Linked DNA regions of Rattus norvegicus: region 1 is linked to region 2. Evidence: chromatin contacts called from public Hi-C data. All regions are on one chromosome and are shown on one strand. Each heading gives the region's core, a stretch centred on a gene start, on an enhancer-like site or on the middle of the called end of the contact. The rest is flanking DNA. Distances are from core to core; before and after follow the strand shown.

Region 1 (3,602 bases), core at 318-2,817, 190 kb before region 2:
CGCACTTCAGGGAGAATCTGGTTTCCCAGCCATTTACTCCAGCAAGCCAGTGCCCACAGTATGGCTCATTTTCTTACCGTGTCACACTACTTTCTCTTCCTCCTCCCTCTTCTGGGCTTGAGAACCCCATGATTGCGCTGGCCACATCTGGAGAGTCCAGGACAACTTCCCCATTTTAAGGTCGACTGTTGGCAACTTTCATTCTATCAGAATTTGCTCCCCTCTGCTGTGTGATAGGACCGTTCACAGAATCCTGGGATTATAGCCTCTTGGTGGGCATTGTTCTGTCCAACCACAAAACCACAGTGGTGTGTATTTGACATTTTAGTCACCTGTCTTAATACCCTGGATCCTAATACCCAACTCAACCCCCACCAGCCACCTTACATGATGAACCCATGGTCATAGCCTTACATGATGAACCCATGGTTATAGCCTTACATGAGGAACCCATGGTCATAGCCTTACATGATGAACCCATGGTCATAGCCTTACATGAGGAACCCATGGTCATAGCCTTACATGATGAACCCATGGTCATAGCCTTACATGAGGAACCCATGGTCACAGCCTTTCATGATGAACCCATGGTCACAGCCTTACATGATGAACCCATGGTCACAGCCTTACATGATGAACCCATGGTCACAGCCTTACATGATGAACCCATGGTCATAGCCTTACATGATGAACCCATGGTCACAGCCTTACATGATGAACCCATGGTCACAGCCTTACATGATGAACCCATGGTCACAGCCTTACATGATGAACCCATGGTCATAGCCTTACATGATGAACCCATGGTATAGCCTTACATGATGAACCCATGGTCACAGCCTTACATGAGGAACCTATGGTCACAGCCTTTCAAGATGAACCCATGGTCACAGCCTTACATGATGAACTCATGGTCACAGCCTTACATGATGAACCCATGGTCACAGCCTTACATGATGAACTCATGGTATAGCCTTACATGATGAACCCATGGTCACAGCCTTACATGATGAACTCATAGTATAGCCTTACATGATGAACCCATGGTCACAGCCTTACATGATGAACCTATGGTCACAGCTCTTTCCATTTTGTTGGTCCTGCTCTGTTGGGGAATCTCTACCAACAAAACTTAGTTTTTACTAGCCCATGGGTTTTCTTCCTTCCCTGGTGATTTCTCAGTTTATTTTTTGTGGTTTCTACAATTTCTGAAATCCTAGGCACTCTGCAGCTTCACCTCCTCTGCCCCCGCTGCCCCATGCTCCTTTGAATTTGGAATGATTAATAAAAGGCTCAAATGTGAACTCTTTAAGTGAGGATAGTACGGTCCAGTGGTCCAGCATATGTTTAACATCTGAGAAGCCCTGGTTTCATCCTCCACAAATAAACTACCCACCTCAGCTTTATAATAAGCAGAAACAGTGGCTAATCTTTAAAGCACCGGAGTTGACGGTTATAGAATTCCTCAGCTCAAATATTAAAGGGTTTAGTAAGCTCTCAGGAACAGACAATTCCCAACCACAGACTCCACCAATGTCGATGTCAAGAGTCACATGCAGGAGGACTCTCTGCGAGTGGTGAGCTCAGATGAAAGCCATGCTATGCTGGAGCTTGGGGAAGCATACCTAAGTGTCCCATGCATGGATAGCCACATTTTTCCTTCCCAAAATAATTACCCTTTGCACTTTACTAGCGCTGATTACAGGAAAAGCACGCCCCATGGAAGCTTGGGGAAACGTGGTGTTGGCTTACTCATTCGTTCCCTGAGTGCTAATGTGGGCCTCTGGCATGGCTGCCGGCTGCTTGTGTGTGGCCTGGCCTCTGCTTCAGTCCAGGGAGCATGTGTTTGTCTTACATGTCTTAAAGCTGCATGTAGGTAGGTAGAAAGAAAGAAGGAAGCCAGTGTAAAGACCCCCATATCAGACGGTCCCCAGAAATGCCTCTTGTGATGGATACACGTGTAATGGATAATTGCGGGCGTCAACCTGACTGGATTAAGAAATACCTGGAAACCTGCAGAAGCATTATTTGGGGTGTGTCCGTGAGAGTGTTTCCAGAGGGAGTGATACTCTGCTCCTCCTGTCCCTGGACTCTGAAACTCCAGACTACAGTCTTTGGACCTAGAATTTTCAACTCTGGTCCTAGCAAGCTACTGGTAACCCAGGGCTGCTTCTTGCTAATAGATAACCAGTCACAGGGTTTTACCAGTTCTTGAATCTCCTCATAGATTTCCTTTCACCTATTCTCTCTCTCTCTCTCTCTCTCTCTCTCTCTCTCTCTCTCTCTCCTCTCTCTCTCTCTCTCTCTCTCTCTCCTTATTAACTATCTCTATTTACAATTTTTACCTACCAATAATCTATTATCTATCATTATATTTCTCATCTATCAATGGATCTATTTTCAATCTCTGTTTCATGTATCAGTCTATTATCTATTTATCTACTTATTTATCTGTCAGCTATCTGTCTATCATCTATCTATCCATCAATCATCTATCTGTCTATCATATGTCTATCTACCTATCTATACACCCTGCTGGCTCTATCTGAGCCCTTCGTTTTCATGAAGTGTCATCCAAGCCCATGTTTCATGTCCCTGAGTAGTGTATCTTACTTTTTAGGCACATTGTCTGTCTTTCTGTGCATGCTGTCACCCACTAGATGCTGGCTTCCCCACTTCACGCTCCTGCTTACTGGTCTCCATACCACCCCCATGGGCACTGTTTATGATCTCACTAGTAATTGAGTTTGTCATAAAACAATGGTTCTGTCAGTCATTATCTCACCTTTTTGTTTTTTATTTGCTTTTTTTTGTTTTTTTGTTTTTGTTTTTGTTTTTGTTTTTTGTTTTTGTTTTTTTTTTTTTGTGCCCCATGGATTTTTCTTGCCAAGCACGTTAGACTCTTCCAACCTACCCTATCTATCTTGGCATTCCTTTCATGAGAGAAAACTAACATCCTATTGCTTAAGCCATTGCAATCTGGAGTGTGCTGCTGTTTGCAATCTAGCTCATCCCTCTGGCCTCATTTTCTTCTCTTTTTTTTTTTTATTGCTATGCTTTTCCACCCTGGGACTGCCTGCGTGTGAGCATCCCCCGGGGGATCGTGCAAAAGCTACAGGGAAACCGTACTTGTGAAAGTCATTGGCAAGCTATGATGCTCAGCACTAAAGCAAAGTAGGGACGTCATCACTACGCAGACACCTCTGGAGGGGGAGAGGGAGGCTCAGGGGCTCGAGGGACCTTTCGAGAAGCCTCATGAGACTTATGGCCCTATCATGCTGGTCCTTGGCTTCCCACATGCCTCACACTATGTCCCTTGGCCATGAAGTCTCCATGTCCTAGCATTCTGCCCTGCCTCATTCAGATTCTGACCTTTCCCACAAAGTGCATCAGGGCAGTTTAACTCAGGGATGGGCTGTGGAGGGTCACAGGAGGGAATGGCCCATTGCTCTGCAGCTGAGGGGTGCTATATTTCTGGATCCTGCCTCCCTCCTGCCAACCCTCCTGTCTCCATCTGCTCTGGTCTGAGGACCCACCACACCCTAGCGGACTGATCATCTCTATTTGTTTCGTTATGTGTGTGCTTGGCGTATTCACATAGT
Region 2 (3,551 bases), core at 684-3,183:
AACACTACCCCTAGCTGCAAACGAAGTATTCAAATGCATGGGTACATGAGTATACTCGCCATCATAACTATCACGGGTGAGAAAGCGCCATCCTGACCTCAGGGACAGTGGAATCTCACTGGCCATATTGCCCATTCCAGACACTGTTCCCATGCAACAGTAGAAAGAGAACACATGGCTGTTCCGTGTAGACAAAATCCAGCCCAGTTACAGGCACGGTACATTATCCCAGAGAGAAAGAAGTGCTGTGGAAGGGAGCAACAACAGTGCGGGCCAACTAGTAAAGAACTGCCAATCATAACACAGAGACAGAGGAGGGTCCTTGCTGTAGCACGGTGCTAGGAAGCAGCTTGGAATGATCTGTCTCCACAAACCTCCCCAGCATCTCTCAGGACCTCTGTTTTGCCTCCTCCCTTAAGTCCATTTTCACATTGCCAAGGCTACAGCACACCATGGGTTTGGGTTGTGTGCGTGTGTGTGCTTCACGGTGAGTCACTCTGGAAAGGGGTCCTAACCAGGCTAACAGCTCAAACACCTTCCTTGCTTCCAAACTCAAGGTCACCCTGGACAGCAAGAAAGCATGGTAGCTGGGACAAACCAGCCAGCTCTGGACATAAACCACTCGACTCTGTGTAGTTCCTGCTGTACAGCTGAAATGATAGCCATGCAGACCTTCAAGGGATTGGGACCCTCTACAGACAATGTCTGTCAGCCACGCCTGTTCCCTGCAGTGTGGTATGGTACTCTAGAGCCTTCTGTCCCATATGCATTCTTACACATATATGTGCACTTCCCCTAGGATCACTGCTTGCTTTACGAAGTGTGTATTTCTCACAATGTCTGAGCGTCATCTTCCCTGCTCAGTTGAGTCCTGACTCCTTACAAGATGGCCGTCTAAGTCCAGGGGTCTATGCCTCAGTTGCTACAACTCCTCTAGCAAGGCCACACCTCCTAATCCTTACCAATCATCCACCAATTAGAGAGCAAGCATTCAAATGTATGAGCCAGTGGGAGCCATTCTCATTCAAACCACCAGAGAGCATGACTACGAATCTAGGGGCTGAGAGAATAGCCCAGACCAAGTTGTTGGAATGCTGCAGGGCTTGACGGGCTTGGATATGGAAGACTTTAAGAATGGGGTATTTGGGGGCACTGGCTCAGTGGACAAAGTGCTTGCTATGCTAGAATGAGGACTGGAGTTGGATCCCCAGCACCCACGTAAAAAGCCAGGGTGGCACAGTGCCCACCTGTAATCCCAGCACCCTGGAGCAAAGCTGGCTGCCAACACTAGCAAGCGCTGGGTTCAGTGAGAGACCCCACCTGAGTAAAGAAAGTGGGAAGTGATTGAGAAAGACATCTGACATCAACCTTTGGCTTCTGCACATGTGTGTGAACACATAGTTACATGCATACATACATACACACACACACACACACACACACACACACAAGGTGCATACACATTCCAGAGGAAGAGGAAGAGGAGGAGGAAGAGGAAGAAAAGGAGAAGGGGAAGAGGAGGAAGAGAAAAGAAGAGAAGGAGGAAGAGGAGGAGGAAGGGCACCATTTTAGTTAGTCAAGACAGTCTCATGACTTCCTAGTCACCTCTTTTTGCCAGTAGTTTAAAGTGTGAAACTTCAAAAGCTTGATTTGAAAGAGACCCTATTTTGAATCTGAATGGCACACAAATTAGAATCTGGATTTAAAGCCTACTGGTAGAGGAGATCAGACAGAGGGAAATACTCCCCATGCCACCGTGTCAATCCTCCCTGGAGAGAAACAGACTCCCAAGGCAGAGTTCTGTGATGTCTCTCAGAGGCTGGATTTAATCAAGAACATCTCAGTTGGTGGTCAAGAACCTTTGAGGGTTGTGATTTGGCATTAAACTGGCCTCAGGGACCGTGGAAATTCCACACTTGACACATCTGCTCTGCTGATATCTTACGAGAATTGGAAGACTTTGGAAAGCTTGGTCAGCTGTCCTGTGGTATGAGGTGCTTTTTAAGACCCACTCAATATCCCTTCCAAGACACAACTGGAGTCAAAACCTTGCTTGGATTGAGAGAATGTTCATTGAAAGACATGGCTCACTAGCTGCCAAGGTAGCCCGTGGGCATGAAGAATGGGGTGGCTCAGCCTTTTCAATGAACAAAGGGAAGGCAGGGCGATTGACAGCTTTTGGTGAAAGTCAAAGAAACTTCCCAGCAGAGTCATCCAGCAGCTTCCTCCCAAAGAGGGCTGGAGGGAGGGGAGTGAGTGGCGCTAGCCAACTTCAAGAACCTCTCCTAAAATGACTTTTTTTTTTTTTTTTTTTTGTCTACAGAGAGGCTTGTCCATTTTATGGCTGCTGAGAACTGACTGATGACGCTCCCTTCCCTGTAGATGCATTAGACTCTCGTCAGAAAGGGTGCTGACTGGAGGGGCACCTCACCACGCATGTCCTACGTCGTAATTCTCAATAGCTGCAGCCCCAGCCCCGCTCACTGCTTTCCGTAGTGTGGCCATTCTGACTCTGTAGCTCCAGCGTAGGAAACAAAGTCTTGTCTGTGCATGAATCCAGCTGAACACATCTGGTCCATGTTGGTCAACTTGAATAAAAGCCCTAGGCCTGCATCACTGGCTTGTAACTCCGCTCAGTGGAATACATCTCAGCAAGTCTATCTGTGCCTCAGTTTCCTTACCTGTTATGACAACGATGGGGCCCGGGGGGAAAGAACGCCCAGTCAATAAAGTGCTGGCCACAAAAGCATCAGGACTAGGTAGGATTCAGTTCCCAGAACCCACAACGGAAGGCCAGTCATGGTGGCACTTGTTTGAGATGACAGTTCTGGGAAGGCATTGATGCATGGAACCCTGTGGCCTCTTTCTCCAAAGCCCCACTCCTGGAAGGTACCTGACCTTGTTCACAAGTGACCTTGCTTACAAGTGTCTATGGCCTAAGGTGGGAAAAGCTAGGATGATGACTACAGCCACAGGGTGTAGAGTTAGAGAGGTCCTTCATCAGAGAGGTCCATGGAGACATTCTTAGCCATGAAGAGTGTCACTACCTCACTTGTCTCTGTGGAGGAGTAGTGCCCACCTCCAGGGGCACAGAGTGAGGCTGGGCAAGGCCTAAGTAGAACCCTAAACCCTAGGCCAAGATTGTAGTGCCTTCTTGATGTCTGGGCACCATCTAGTGTTGAGTAAGAGTAACTGAACCTCTATCATTGCAGCCATGGATATAAACCACAGGTCTGTCATACCTATGGGCTCCAATCAGAGCAATACCTCTTTGTAGGCATGGCTCCTGGGCCATGGTCCCTTTGTGACAACCCAGAGGTCAGGTTCCACTGCCTTTTAGGGGAACAGGAGCCCGCTCTCTGAATTCTTCAGCAACGTGTGAAGTCAGAAGTTCCAGATTCTACTTCCAAGGCTCCTCATAGCCCTGAGTGTGAGGACCTGAGCCCCTGTCAAGAGTTCTCCTCTTCTTATTTTTAACTTATTTTACTCCACGGATCCCCAGAGAAACAGCAACAGAAGATATAAAAGACAGGACGGGCAGCCCTGCGTTT

Evidence for each region. A called contact is a pair of places that touch in the nucleus more often than the background predicts.
Region 1: a Hi-C map of the Rat2 cell line shows a contact between it and region 2, with 3 times the contacts expected there. The contact joins two enhancer-like sites. A contact is called at or near these places in 2 of 12 Hi-C or Micro-C datasets (the Rat2 cell line and Schwann cells).

Annotation. Positions count from the first base shown.
Region 1 is chr9:96,698,611-96,702,212 of GRCr8, reverse strand. No RefSeq gene overlaps it. Among named protein-coding and RNA genes, the nearest start is that of Arl4c, 51 kb to the left of the region's middle. Within about 2 kb of position 1,567, at least 8 of the 93 cell types and tissues checked have an H3K27ac peak or open chromatin away from gene starts, as enhancers often do.
Region 2 is chr9:96,511,548-96,515,098 of GRCr8, reverse strand. LOC102554187 (a long non-coding RNA gene) reads left to right here. Exons shown (of 2, transcript XR_594483.4): 2 at 2,324-2,660. Among named protein-coding and RNA genes, the nearest start is that of Spp2, 58 kb to the right of the region's middle. Within about 2 kb of position 1,933, at least 2 of the 93 cell types and tissues checked have an H3K27ac peak or open chromatin away from gene starts, as enhancers often do.